Linked DNA regions of Mus musculus: all the other regions are linked to region 1. The links are chromatin contacts, called in public ChIA-PET, HiChIP or PLAC-seq and promoter capture Hi-C maps. All regions are on one chromosome and are shown on one strand. Each heading gives the region's core, a stretch centred on a gene start, on an enhancer-like site or on the middle of the called end of the contact. The rest is flanking DNA. Distances are from core to core; before and after follow the strand shown.

What was found. Promoter capture Hi-C pulls out the DNA fragments that hold promoters and counts their contacts. ChIA-PET counts read pairs in DNA pulled down with a chosen protein or histone mark. HiChIP or PLAC-seq counts read pairs in DNA pulled down with a chosen protein or histone mark.
Region 2: an H3K27ac HiChIP or PLAC-seq map of double positive thymocytes shows a contact between it and region 1, with 4 times the contacts expected there. The contact joins the promoter of Uckl1 here to the promoter of Ogfr in region 1. A contact is called at or near these places in 2 of 39 promoter capture datasets (liver and pre-B cells), 2 of 484 Hi-C or Micro-C datasets (CD8 T cells and erythroblasts), 3 of 115 datasets of contacts at active chromatin or transcription factors (astrocytes, double positive thymocytes and embryonic stem cells) and 2 of 9 other capture datasets (adipose tissue and liver).
Region 3: a promoter capture Hi-C map of fetal liver shows a contact between it and region 1, with 5 times the contacts expected there. The contact joins the promoter of Dnajc5 here to the promoter of Ogfr in region 1. A contact is called at or near these places in 4 of 39 promoter capture datasets (fetal liver, liver and pre-B cells) and 2 of 115 datasets of contacts at active chromatin or transcription factors (large pre-B cells and memory CD8 T cells).
Region 4: an RNA polymerase II ChIA-PET map of effector CD8 T cells shows a contact between it and region 1, with 5 read pairs. The contact joins the promoter of Helz2 here to the promoter of Ogfr in region 1. A contact is called at or near these places in 2 of 115 datasets of contacts at active chromatin or transcription factors (bone marrow-derived dendritic cells and effector CD8 T cells).
Region 5: an RNA polymerase II ChIA-PET map of memory CD8 T cells shows a contact between it and region 1, with 8 read pairs. The contact joins the promoter of Ppdpf here to the promoter of Ogfr in region 1. A contact is called at or near these places in 1 of 39 promoter capture datasets (liver), 1 of 484 Hi-C or Micro-C datasets (CD8 T cells) and 3 of 115 datasets of contacts at active chromatin or transcription factors (effector CD8 T cells, memory CD8 T cells and pancreatic cancer cells).

Annotation. Positions count from the first base shown.
Region 1 is chr2:180,588,122-180,590,704 of GRCm38.p6, reverse strand. It overlaps Ogfr (opioid growth factor receptor), which reads right to left and starts at 1,298. Exons shown (of 7, transcript NM_031373.3): 1 at 1,084-1,298. The coding sequence starts at 1,224.
Region 2 is chr2:181,580,663-181,583,245 of GRCm38.p6, reverse strand. It overlaps Uckl1 (uridine-cytidine kinase 1-like 1), which reads left to right and starts at 1,273. Exons shown (of 15, transcript NM_026765.3): 1 at 1,273-1,390. The coding sequence starts at 1,278. Zfp512b (zinc finger protein 512B) reads left to right here. Exons shown (of 17, transcript NM_001164597.1): 17 at 1-1,143. All of the region lies in intron 2 of Uckl1os (uridine-cytidine kinase 1-like 1, opposite strand), which reads right to left.
Region 3 is chr2:181,519,206-181,521,788 of GRCm38.p6, reverse strand. It overlaps Dnajc5 (DnaJ heat shock protein family (Hsp40) member C5), which reads right to left and starts at 1,304. Exons shown (of 5, transcript NM_016775.3): 1 at 1,092-1,304.
Region 4 is chr2:181,240,727-181,243,309 of GRCm38.p6, reverse strand. It overlaps Helz2 (helicase with zinc finger 2, transcriptional coactivator), which reads left to right and starts at 1,283. Exons shown (of 19, transcript NM_183162.2): 1 at 1,283-1,344; 2 at 2,239-2,583. The coding sequence starts at 2,312.
Region 5 is chr2:181,185,964-181,188,546 of GRCm38.p6, reverse strand. It overlaps Ppdpf (pancreatic progenitor cell differentiation and proliferation factor), which reads right to left and starts at 1,300. Exons shown (of 5, transcript NM_001356427.1): 1 at 1,093-1,300; 2 at 811-882; 3 at 661-738; 4 at 447-543; 5 at 43-365. The coding sequence starts at 865. The coding sequence ends at 248.

The DNA.
Region 1 (2,583 bases), core at 49-2,548:
GCCCAGGTGTGTGGCTAATGCTCTTCTGTCTTTAAGTCCCAGCTGCATCTCCTCCTTGGTCTGCTGGTCAACCTCATTTTGGTCCAAGATCTTTATGTGCCCCCACTCCAACCCTAGTCTCTGAGTACTGTAGTATTTCTCGTCCTATGATTCTGTGAATAGTCACTGGGCTGTATCCCCAAGGGGAGCTACTTTGCCAGCCACAGCCTCAAGAAAAAAACCTAGATGCCTCTGGATGGGTCTGATGGATGGGTGAATGAAGCCTCATCTTTGTAAACCCCTGCTTCTCCCTGGCCCAGTGTGACAAAGACACTGTGCCACCAGGCCTGGGATAGGCTCTTAAGTGACTACTGTTTCAGGTAGGATCTAAGACCTTTTGTGGAGAAACAGCAGTTCTATCAGAGCTTTTGGGAGGCCTTACCACCCACAGGAGGGGCCTGAGCCTGCACTACAAACCTGACTACCCAGCCTCAGCTTCATCCCAATGTGGTCAGGCAGAGGCTAGCTCTGGCCTGCCTGAGAGCTTCTCCAGATTCGGGGCTGCTTTCCCATACAGAGCAGACAACTAGAGATCGAAGCGATGGGGAGAATGGATTTTGGGGTCATAATCCTCACTCTCGTTTTTCTAGGTTCTCCATCACACCCGGAATCACAGCTATAAGCAGGCCAGTGCGTCTTACAGAACGCCACTGAGGTTTACATGCGGCTTGATACAAAAGTATAACGGAACATGCTCCGGGTGGCAACAAAAGTTACCAGAGCTAAGGGCAGATAGACAGACCCCTGCTCCCGGCGTCCTAGGCCGGGGTCACTTCTGAGCCAGTGGAGGCTGTCTGAAGTGGGGTAGGGGCTGAGTGTGGGGTGGAGGGAGGGCAACCTGAGGAAAGGCCACCCACGCAGGATGAGGCCCTGGGGCGCGCTCTGACGTCACCCACGGACGACCCCCATCAGTCGCTTCCTTGACGTCACCAGCGCTCGGTCCGCCAAGGCCTGGGCCCGGCGTCCCCCTAGGGGACAGCGGCCTGGGCCCGGCGATCACGGCCTGGCGTTGTCCTGTCGCCCTCCGGTCCTCCCGCACCGCACCTGGAACAGGCTTGGCCGTGCCTCCTCCGCGTCGCCGTCATCGTCGCCCGTGTCCTCATCGGTCGTATCATCCGCCTGGCCATCCTCGCCGTCCTCCTCGCTCTCGTCCTCCCAGGTGGAATCGCATTCCGGGTCGTCCATACTCGACAGGCTGGACCCGCTTTCCGCGGAAAGGAAAGTGAAAGAGGAGGAAGCGCGGGGGCGGGGCGGCGCCAGGTCCCGCCCACCGCTCAGTTTCCGCCCTTGCGCGGAGTCCCCCAGCAGGGGCTGCTACGCTCGGAGCTAGGCGGGAAGCGGTGTCCTGGAGAAGGCAGTGCCCCCCGCCCCCCGCCCAGAAGGACAACCCTGGAGGCGCGTGCACCGGGATTCCTGCCTCTATCCCCTCCGGGAAGACGCACCACTTTGGACTCAGCCCCAGGTCCGCCCCCTTGAGATTTCACTTCCCTGCAGACTATCCAGAGAGGGATGCTAGGAAGGTTTCTCTTCAGTCCTACGGGAAGTGCCTCTTCCTGCCAGCCGTCTGGGTGCAGGTTCCTAATCTTTGTCGACCTGTCTAACTGCAGATCTTCCTGGCTGCCCTCTGTATAGCTCACTTTGTATGTGTGTGTGTGTGTGTGTGTGTGTGTGTGTGTGTGTGTGTGTGTGTGTATCTGTGTGTGTTTGGCTGCCCAAGGACACCAGAGGTCGGTATTGAGTATTTCCTGAGTAGCTTGTTCACACTTTCATTCAGGGTTAGGGTTAGGGTTAGGGTTAGGTACCTGGAGTGCATAGGTTACTTGAGGTTGCTAAGCAGCAAATCCCTGGGACACTACTGTCTCTGCCTCCCCAGCACCGTAATTACAGTTACACACCACCAAGCGCAGCTTCTAGGTGGTAATCAAACGCAGGTTCTCCTGTTATCAAGGCTTTTGTTTTTGTTTTTGTTTTTGTTTTTGTTTTTTCCCAATTGAGCCAGTTCCACACTCCCTCTGCTTTGTGAGTTCAGTCCCACTCCTGCCCACTGCAGATTTCCTGGGCTCATGTGGCTAGGTAGCCTTTGGATGTTAGGTGGCCTCTACTGCCGACTGTGGCCATGAGCTCGACCTTGTTATGTAACATACTGTTTGAAGCAAGAAAGCAATGGAAGGTAAGGGAGACATGGGTGGGCAGCAGGGTAAAGGACCCTAAGTCCACCATGGTTGAAGTTTCTCACCAGTTGAGAGTTCTCAATTCTAGGATAGTTGACAAAATTTGCTTTAAGACTGCCTACATAGAGAAAATAATCCTTTTATATAGCCATATTCCAAATAATGTTAATCAGGCTTATATGTATATGTTTATGACCTTCAAGTGTGGCCTTCTTTACTAAATTCGAACCTGTAACATTCTGGGAATCTCAAGGTGAAAACATATTGTCTCTATATATTTATAGAGTATAACAATAACTATAACAATGCAGTATGTAACAGAGACTACAGTATGTTAAAGTTCCATAGTTCCTTGAGTTGGAACCTCAGAAAC
Region 2 (2,583 bases), core at 24-2,523, 990 kb before region 1:
AGGTGTTGAATGGACTCTCCAATTCCTACACACTTTGATGTGGTCAGAGGTGGCTACAGAGGTGGGTATGATCCAGTGTCAAAGGGTAGGCTGGGGCTTTGGAGTGGTTGTGTGCAACTGTGGAAGGGAAGGGGGCCAAAGTGCACTTTTCACAACACCTCTGTGGGGTGTGACCATCCACCCTAGCCTCTCAGGTACTTGGCACTTGTAGGGAGAAGTAGGACCTGGGTTTGCTGGGGGCTGAGTTTTCCAGGACGAACCAGAAAGCCCATATACAGCCTTGCTATGGGACTGTTCTGGGTAACTTGATGTTAGCACTTTAACTCAGTCTTTGAGGTCAGTTTTGGGGCAGCTGTCAAAAGCTGCAGTTGGATAGGTACCAGCCTGTGGTGACTGGTAAGTAGTGGCAAACTAGACTGTAAAGCTCTTCCATGGTGGCAGGGCTCATCGGTCTGCCCACCTCCCTACTATGGCCCAAAGGTAACCACCAGCCTACACAGATCCTCAGTAAGAGGGACCATCATGGCAGAGCTACAGAAGGTGGGTGGGCATAGACTTAGAGGGCCAAACCAACCCTGGGTCCTTGGCAAAATGCAAAAGTCAGGGTCTCTACAGATCTACCTCTGGCTCAGCGCTTGCCCTGCCCTAAAAAAACAGAAGTGCCAAGGGCAGACATTTCATGCAGAACCAGGGTGCACTTTATGTTCCTGCACAGGCAGATGATGGTGCCTCCTGGAGGCTTTGGGATCTTCCTGTCCCTATGGTGGTTCTGAAGGGAGAGCTGTTCCCCTGTTGGGTGAAACCCAGGTCCCTTGCCCTGGAGACCTGGTTTCCCAGGTCACCCCACATACCTGACTGCAGCGCCTCCTAAACTTTGGGTTCCTTGGTTTGGTTATAATGCAGTTCTCATTACACAAGTGCATTTCTGGCTATCACTTGTAACCATAGATATACATGCATATATATTCTATCTACAAAGTGTTTTATTTGCAAGATGTTTTGAGGTGAGCTTTGGTCCTGCCCGCCTTGTGGTCATCTGTCCTCATCCTCATCCCCTGGCCCGGAGTGGTGCGGTGGTGGGCCATCAACTATGTATTAAAGTCACTGTATCAAATAAATGTTTATTGATTTTTTTTTTCCAGGGATTTTGTGTGGCTGAGTTTGTGTTGAGGCAAAGGTCATTCTCGGGGCTTGCCGCACGGCCTTGTGGGGATTGTAGTCCGCAGCGTGCCTGCCTCCCGGTGCGCCTCCCCGGCCTCCGCCAGGTTCGGGACGCCATGGCTGCGCCGCCGGCCTCAATGAGCGCCGCCCCTTCGCCCCTGCAGTCTGCTGTGGCCCCAGACGTGCCTGGCCGCCAGGCCGAGCAGAATGAAACGGCGTGCGAGGACCGGTAGGCGCGGGCCTGAATAAGGCAGGGGCCGCGCTTGTCTCTTGGGAGGGGTCGGAGCACGGCTTGCATCTCTTCCTAGAGCCGGGACGGCTCCCGGCATCTCCATAGATGGGCAGCTTGATCTCTACAGCCTTGTGGATCCTGGACAGGTTTCGGCGGCTCTCCAGCGCCCTGGGGCCTCCTGGGCTATGTGTCAGCCACCCCCTGCCAGGGAGAGGGAGGTGGCAGACGACCTGGAGGGCCCCAGCGGACGGAAGGCGGAACTGGCCCAAGCTCCAGCTTTTGGAGGCACTGAGAATGGAAACCTGTTTGACATCTTTAGCGTGGGTCTCTGTTCCTAGTGGGTGCGCACTTGGCTCTGGGCCCCCAGCTGGGCGGTAGGCGTGTTCGACCTTCTGAGTTCGTCGAAATTGAGCGCAAAGTTGCACCTGGCGGCCAGTGGTGCTTGTGAATGTAAGATGGGGTGGTGATTGCCACCTGTCCGAGAGTTTGGGGGCCTTTGAGACTTTCGAGGCTTTCAGGAGAATGGAAGGGGAGATAAGGGTCCTTGTAGGAAGTAGGAGACTTAAGGGTCCTTGTCTTCACTCGGCCTGATCATCACTTGTAGCAACTCTAGGTCGTGGCCGCCAGGGGGCAGTGACCATGCTTGGAAACTGCTCGTGACACCTCTTCCGGTCTGTATGAGTCAGTTGAAGGCCAAATGTCTTCCGGCTTTGCATGCCACAGTGCACCGCCTGAGAAGCTGTAACCCCGGACGCCTTTAGAAAGTGAGGTGCTGGCAGTGGATGAGGTGAATCCCAGCTAGTTCACACACTCCAGGCATTCTGACCAGGAGTCAGACTTTGTGAGGCCGTGGCCAAATTCCTCCTCCGAAGGTTCCTGGGGATACACCTTGAGAAGATACAAACTGCCCTGGTGCCTCAGGCACTGGCAGCAGTAGGGGAGGGAGTCGCTGGTAGACTAAAGCCCAGCTTGAGGTTTCTCCTATTGCCTTTCCCAGCACCTGGCTCCCTATCTGCCTGCCCCTGAGGCCTTTTCCTTGGAGTTGTCTGACCTTAGCCAGCACCGCCATTGGCTTTCATGTCGATATGCAAAGTGGAGATGGATTTGGGATTAGAGAGTGGAGAGAAGTTAATAGGTACTCACCCAGAGCCTTGGGGGGGGGGGGGGGAGGCAGGTTGGCAAGTGAGGCC
Region 3 (2,583 bases), core at 55-2,554, 930 kb before region 1:
AAATTGGTTAAGAGACTAGCAAGGAGGCTGCTGGGGCAAAGAGATTGTGCGGCACGGTGCTTAAAGAATCCAAGGGCAGGTACCCTGTTCCCAAACCCGAACGAATTTAGAGGCTCCACTGGCTCCACACTTGCGGTCCACACACACAGGGCCAGCCTAAGTATGAAAATACTGATACAGGTAACAGATTCGTAACACATATTAAGTTAGAAACTGCGGAAAGTCCTGGCTTTTAATGTCACCTAACAGATCACGCTTTCCTTAAAGAAAGCAAATAAATGAACAAAATTATCCTACGATTAGAGTTTTGTCTTTAGGCAACCACGACAATATATGGGACAATATAATTCTTTGTGTTATTAAGTAGCGTTTTGATGTTTAAACAGACAAACCACTAGCAATTGAGACACACTGCCTATAAAGGATGAATGATCAGCTGAGCGTCCAACAAACGGCGACCCAATTTCCCCAAAGTCCAATCTGAAAACAAATTAAAGCTACCTTTTGCATTATTTTTCCGAAGATGCACTTAATGAATTCGGAGAAATCATCTCCTAGACACAAGGAAAAACAAGTCTTTAATCCAGCCATATAACACAAGTTGGAGCCTAAACGAATGAGTCCCTAATTCTCTCCCCAAAGAGCACGACACAAAATCGCCTCTTAAAATGTCGTCCCTAGGTATATAAACTAGGGGTTTTTTTATACATCAAATGCCTTTGAAATTTACAACTATAAGGCAATTTCTGCGTCCCAGAATGTGAACAAGCCTCGGAGCCTTTACTGCCCGCCTCCCTACACACCAGTTTCTGCGTTCCGGGAGCCGCGGAGGCGGCCGCGCGTGCGAACCGGAGTTGGCCCGGAAAGCCTCGTCTCCGCGCCGCCCCGCCGTGCGCAAGGTCGAGCAGGGCCTAGTGGTGCCCAGGGCCGGGCTCGCCGCCGCTGCTGAGGGTCGCCGCCATTTCCGCTGCGGGCAGCTTTCACCTCCTGCTGCGGCGCCCTCGCCCCACTTCCCCTCCCCTTTGCCCGGCTCCGGCAGCTTGAACCCCGCGGCCCCACCTAATTTGAGAGCCACTGGAGAGTGAGCTCACCTGTCGGCACGCCCGCCGGTCCACCGGTTCCGCGGCTCCGCTTTCCGTCCCGGGGCAGTGGTGGGCAGCCGGCCGGCCTACTGCTCGGCCTGAGGATCCCGGGCGGCGACAGCCGTAGCAGCGGCAGAGGACGGCGGAAGCAACACTGGCGGCAGCAAGAACGCGCACGCTCACTCACTGGCACGCGCGCCCCCGGAAAAAGACGTGTGTTCTGGCAGGTCAGAGCTGGCTGCGCAAGCGCCTAGAACCCAACACTGAGGCCCCGCCCATAGTCGGAGCCAATGTGGCAGCGCCGCACGAAAGCTCCGGAGCTCCGGTAGAACTCGGTCCCCGAAAGGTTGCGCCCCAGTTGACGATCACCGGGAAGGGTTAAGGTGGTGGGCGGAGCCTGCAGCTACTAAGCCGGAAGCTACAGCCCGGGAGCAGAGGCAAGGCCTAGGCTTGCGGGTTCGCCTCTGGAAGGCAGGCAAGTGGCACTCCGCGAGTAAAACTGCTCTTCTTCCAGTTGTTTGCTCAGTGCTTCATATAAGCCTCAAAAAATTTATTACTACTTACCAAAAAACTAGAGAGGGAGACCTTCATTTTCGTCTCAAGGTACTGCCTTGGGACTGACATTTTCGTTCATCCCTGGAGACCACCCAGAAAAGACTTTCCTGCCTTTCTTCCCAGTCACTGAAAAATCAACCGCCATTATTTAGCGATCCTTTAGGAATCGTCTGCAATGATATGCGTGGACGGTTAAGGACTTTTCTTCCCACTCTGTCTCATACAATCCTTGTTCACTCTGTTCACTTACTAAGTAATAAACCTAGTGACCCTTGCCTACTTACGCTGTAACAAACAATTTCAAGTGCTGTGCTTTTTTATTCCAGAGCTACCAATCTTCCTGGCCAGTGTTCCTACAGCTTTACTTTCATTCTTGCCTGCCCACCATTTTTTCTTATAATCTTTTTGGATTATAATTACATCATTTTTCCCCTGCCTCTCTCCAAACCTCTCATATTCACACACACACACACACACACACACTCACCCTTTCAAATTCATAGCCTCTTCTTTGTTGTGATATAGCTCCTAAATATATAAATACAGCCTATTCAGTCTGTATGTTAAGTAGGTATATGTTTTCAAGGCTGATCATTTGCTATGGGAAAACCAATTTCTATGTTCTTCCCTAAAACTGATTATTTCTCCAGCTCTCAGAATTCCTTAGTTAGCTAGGATTGAGGCCCTGTGCGCTTTCTCCCTTACACCATGCTTAGCTGATGTTGTCCTTGCTCAGGTCAGTTAGGCAGCCATGTTGGTTATGTTACTTCACGGATGTAGCTTCTCTGACATTTTAAGGAGATAAATCTTAGAGCGAACTGTCTGGTCCTCTGGTTGTTGCAGCTTTTCCTCCCCTTCTTCCACAATGATCTCTGAGCCTTAAGTTCAGGACTTGTGGTGGAGTTCTATCTGTGGGGACTGGGCTCCACCAATCTGCATTCTGATC
Region 4 (2,583 bases), core at 34-2,533, 650 kb before region 1:
CATCACTAGAGAAAATTCCAAAGAACTGCTATTCCATTCTGCTAGCTCATCTCATGCAGACCAAAAGCCCAGTTTTTAAATTTCCATATCAATTCACTTATTTATTCCAGGTGCTCTTTTGATTATCCTATTAATCAGCGTCCTGTGACCCCAACCTTTTGATTCAGAGACAGCAAACATACATTTTCTCTTAACATTGCAAAAGAATTCAGAGATCTGTCTGCCTTAGTTAAGCCTAGATGACATGCTAGTTTGTTGGGACCCTGCCCTGAAATTATTTCCACCATGCACCGTTTCCATCACGCCTGAGTCTAACCTTGCTCTGTCCTAGGCTGACCTTAAACTCAGGAACCTGCATGCCTTATGCTTTTGTATCTTTGCGACAAGTTGGCTCATTGTGTACCTGTCTCTGTTCCTTTAAATTCATGAAACCCCTCATAATTCATATCGCATCCTTATATTTTTGGATAGTTAAGAAATTATATATTTTCAAATTCCCGTATTTAGAGCTCTTTCCCATAGCCTCAAGGGCTGTCCTGAGGGTTCCAGTGTTTACCATTTTGCAGAGACATAGCCACATCCTCGACTCCTGGACTCTGCTGTTTCTAATTCTCCTGGAGTCATTAATGTTAACAGAGAGGACATTCCTCGAAGGAATGTGAAATATGTACATTATTATACAAACTTGCCTTATGCCCACAGCAGCCATTTGACACTCCTGGAGGCTCACACCAGGACCCTATTCCAAGGGTAGGAACCATGTCACTCTGTCCCCACGGGGGCCATGCCAGGCACAGCATTGACTAAAATTATTAGCGCTTCAAGGAAGAAGTCTAGTGCCTTTTAGGAACAGGTCCTGCCCCAGCATAGAGTTCTCTGTTCCTTGCCTGTCTGGCCCTGCTCCCAAGGACCCTAGCCTTTGGCTATAGCACCCAGAGTAAATTTCCCAAGGCTCTATAGGCAAAGGCTCTCCCACTCCCAAATAGGGGCTTTTTTTTTTTTTTTTTTAATCCTAAAGCCATCTACCCTGGGGCTCATCTTACGGTTCCCACACAAGAGAGTACAGACGTCTAAGTATGAGTAGGGGGAGGGACCGGGAAAGGGCCAGGTTAAATCCTGCTGTGTTGACCTCAAGGGGACTGTGGAGGTGGGGAGTGGGGGAAATCTTCCTAGGGCCAGGGAGCTCCGCCAGGTCTGGGAGGGAGGCTATCACTTGAGGGCGGGGCAGGGGCGGGGCAGGGGGGGCAGTGAGGTAATTTCCGTGCTCTGTCGTCAGAGTTCTGAGTCGCCCCAGGGGCAGAAACGAAACTGATCGCTACTCTTAAGTCGATGCTGGTGCACTGGGTGAGTATGGGGTGGTGGCTGGGGACTGGAGGGGCCACCTAGAGAGGTGTGAAGACCACCCCTTTGCCTGCAAATGGGCAAGATCAGTGGCCTCAGACAGACCCTAGCATCGGACAACTCCATGGACCCCTCTTCCTGCTTCTCCAGCTGCCGGGTATGGGGTTCTAGCTCTGACGACTTAGAAAACTCCACAGAGGAGTGCAGGGAGGGACTGCAGGCTTTGCCTGTTGCTCATTCTTTCCATTTAAAACATAATCTTTGTACCTCAACGATTGCCTTGAAAGTTTAGAGGGCTAGGGTATAGGTCAGTAATAGATTATTTGCTTGGCATGTATGAGTGAGAGAGAGAGAGAGAGAGAGAGAGAGAGAGAGAGAGAGAGAGAGAGAGAGATATGACCTGACTAGGTGTTTCAGGGAGCTAGCTGTTCTCTCGCCCATCCTTGCTGGGTGGTGGTACTAACTAAGACTCTGGGCTCTGGGCATTGCCTCTCCTTCTGGCATCTCTATGGGAGCTCTGAGGAGGGCTATCCAACCTGGGTAGAGCGGAATTTCTACAAGGCTGTGTCCTCCCCTTCAGAGGCTCCTGTTGCCAAGTCCAGGTGGGCTATAGTAGTCCCAGCAGTCAACTAGCAGGTCTCAAGAAAGGGGGTACTCTCTTCAGACGGCCAGGAGCCCCAGAGTTACCAGATGGAGGATTCTGAGGCCTCCCAACTCTTTTTTTTTTCCAGCAGCCACTTGGGCAGGACTTGGAGAGGCCTTTCAGGAGGAAAGGTTGAGTTAGAGTTCCCCCAACAAGCCAAGACTGGGCAGAAGTCTCTGTCCTACACCCGACAGAGGTGTAGGTCCTTCTTGACCTTGGGCTGACTTGCTTCTCTTGTCCTATCACCTCTCCAGGGCTGACGGTTTCAGTACAGCAGCTGCCCAGAAGCCTGGCTCACAATCCTGAAGGACCTGGCCTTTGTCCGAGATGGCATCCGTGGGTTGCAGTCTGAGGTCGGCCAGCACATCCGCCACCAACGGGCCATCCTTAGCCGGACTCTGTGCTAAGGTAGACCTTTACCTGGGCTGCTCCCGCTGCACCCAGTGCCTCAATGAGAGTACCTACATTCTGCGTGAGGTAGAGCACACCTGCCCCAGGGAGATCTTGCTGGCCCGCTTCAAGCAAGCAGCAGAGAGCAAGATCTGGCGTAAGGTGGGCCGCAGGCCTAGCTTCCCAACGCCTATGCGCTATCAAGTCTG
Region 5 (2,583 bases), core at 51-2,550, 600 kb before region 1:
AAGCAAGGCTGGATTCAGTAATGTTTCAAACATACCAGGGGAGGGTGGCTGCTGTGAGTTTATTTTCTGCTTTGTGCCAAGACACAGTTATGGGGTCAGGAAAGTTCAGTGCTGTGAACCAAGAGGGGGCTCTCTCCAGCTTCTACTGGTTTCTCTTGTTCAGCCTTCCTAGTTTACAGGGAGGGTCGAGAGGGTAGGCACTGGCCTAGCACCACTTCAGCTTGGGCAGGCTGCAGATTCTGATAGGTCAGGAAAGGTCCCTGGGGTTGGTCTGGCCAGAATGGATGACTGGCTGCTGCTTCATGGTTTCAGGAGTCAGGCCACAGGTCATCGGGCTTCTGGAGACCTGGGGGGATTCTGCCGAGCTGTAAGGAGAGCATAGGTCACTGGGTCGGCATTTGCTTTAATTGGGGCCACCCCCACAACCACATGGAAGATGGACTCACCGCTCAGGAGACTCCAACACTGTAGTCATGAACGGGAGTGTGGATTTCCCGAAAAAGAAGCTGGCCCACCAGTGGCCCGGGTCGGCTTTGGGAAGACCTGAGGAGCAAAGGAGGGTCACGATGGGGTCAAGTCCTTCTCCACGCTACCCATCCCCCACCCCACTCCGCCTTAGGACGTGAACTCTGCCCTTCCGCTGGCTGGTTCTGCACTTACCCGGGGACTGGAGCACGGCGTCCCCAGGGTACTCGGCACTTCCGCCGGAGCTGCTGCTGGACGAGGAGCCCAGGCGTCCTGGGAAGGGGAGGCGGGTCAGCCACAGGGCCCTGGGCCAGCCCTGGGCGGGGCTGGCGAGGGGCTACTTACGCCGATAGTAGTCATGGGTAGCCACGAGCGAGCCGCTGGAAGGGATGGCTGCCATGCTTCAGGACCGAGGCGCTGCGGAGACGAGAGCAGAATGTGGGCCCTGGTCACCGCACACCGGAGGGTTCCCCGAGTCTCCCGGGTCCTGACAGTGCCAGGTTTCCAAGCGGCTCCAACCAGCCCGGTCCGGCTGCGTGGTGAGACAAAGGGGCTTTGTCTGCTCCTGGCCCCAAGAAGACGCGCCTCCCCCACCCCACCGCCGGCTGCCTTCGTCACTGCCCTCACCTCGGCGGAGAACCCCTTCCTTGCAGGCTTCGTTTTTAGGCCACCAGGGCGCTAGGCCGCGGAGCCCATTTGCAAAGATAACCCACGAAACACCACTTTAGGACCCACGCGCGCTATGCGCACGCGCGTACTTAGTAGCTTTCCTGCACCGCAAAAGACGCACCACTGGGAGGCGGGGCGCGCGTCAAAGCCCCTCCCGCTTCACAGCGGGCCCACCCATGAGACTTTTGAGCTCCCCTGATAGACCAGAAGTAGCACGAAGTGGTCCCGCCCTTCCCTATTAGACTCCACCCCGAGCGGAGCAAGAATCCACCCTACCTTCTGCAATGCTAGGTTCTGCAAAGTTCCACATTGGCCCTAACCTCCTTGATCAAACATCTGTGGTTTCGCTCCAGTCGAAACCAGCTCTGCTGCTTTTTTCCTGCCTGGTTCGGACTCGAACCCGGATAGAAGAGGTTAAAGAATCTCATGTGCCCCTCAGTCTGTGCCACCCTCTCGGATGTGGTCTCATGTAGTACAGCCTGTTTGGTGTTCTTGTTCCCTTTACTTGGGGCTGCCCGCTGCTTTCGCTGGTCCCCGCAGGCTTTATTTTCCACGTACCTCACTCCGACCCTTGACTGAGTGGATCTGTTTAACATAAGTAAGCACAAGCTGTTGCCGCGCACCTCCCTACCATCGCAATCTCTGTTTTCTGGGCTCACTGGATGGTGCCTGGAGCCCCCAAGCGGTCCTGTAGGGAATAGCCTGCCCTTGGTAAGCTGAGGAGCTGTCTGTCTTTCAAGTCCTGACTCGCATTGTTGTTCATCATTCCCAACCTGTGTTCTGTTTGGAGAGGAGTGATGGAAGACAGACGAAGCCTTGGGGTCAGAGAGAGCTCTAACAGAGACAGTCTCTAGTAGCTTCCATTGTTGGTCGGAGACTCATGTTTGGGGGGAATCAAGTTAGGGCTGGCCAGCATGCCCTGCCCACCCTTCCCTTCCTCAGCAGCCTGTGTTCTGTCAGACCGAGAGGATCATGAGCCAGCTTCGTGCAGCATGCTTCTCCTATAACCAAAGATGCTGGACTTCATTGGAGGCTCAGGGAGAACCGACTAGGCTGAGGCTAGTAGGATCCCAGGAGGAGGCTCTTGTGTCGCCGAAGTCTCAAGGCTGCTTGGCTGGGACCCTTTGCTTGGATTTGTTGAGACCTACTCTGTGCAAGCATTGATCCAGGCTCGGGAAAACCAGACAAGAAATGGTCCAGTAGGGGTGCTGGTTTAGAGATCATAAAGGAGATGGGTAAGGTGTAATGAAAAAGAGGTGGGGGCAGTTGACATGACAGCAGTACAAGTGAGTAAGGCCACTGATAAGGACCGTCCTGGTGACACCAGGAGGGTGAGACTTCTGTCTTCATAGTGTTATGTACTTCAGATTCTATGACTTACCCTGAACTGTCCTGGTCAAGTACATGGGCATCTCCAGTGGTTATTAGCTATTTCCTGTAGTGAAAATT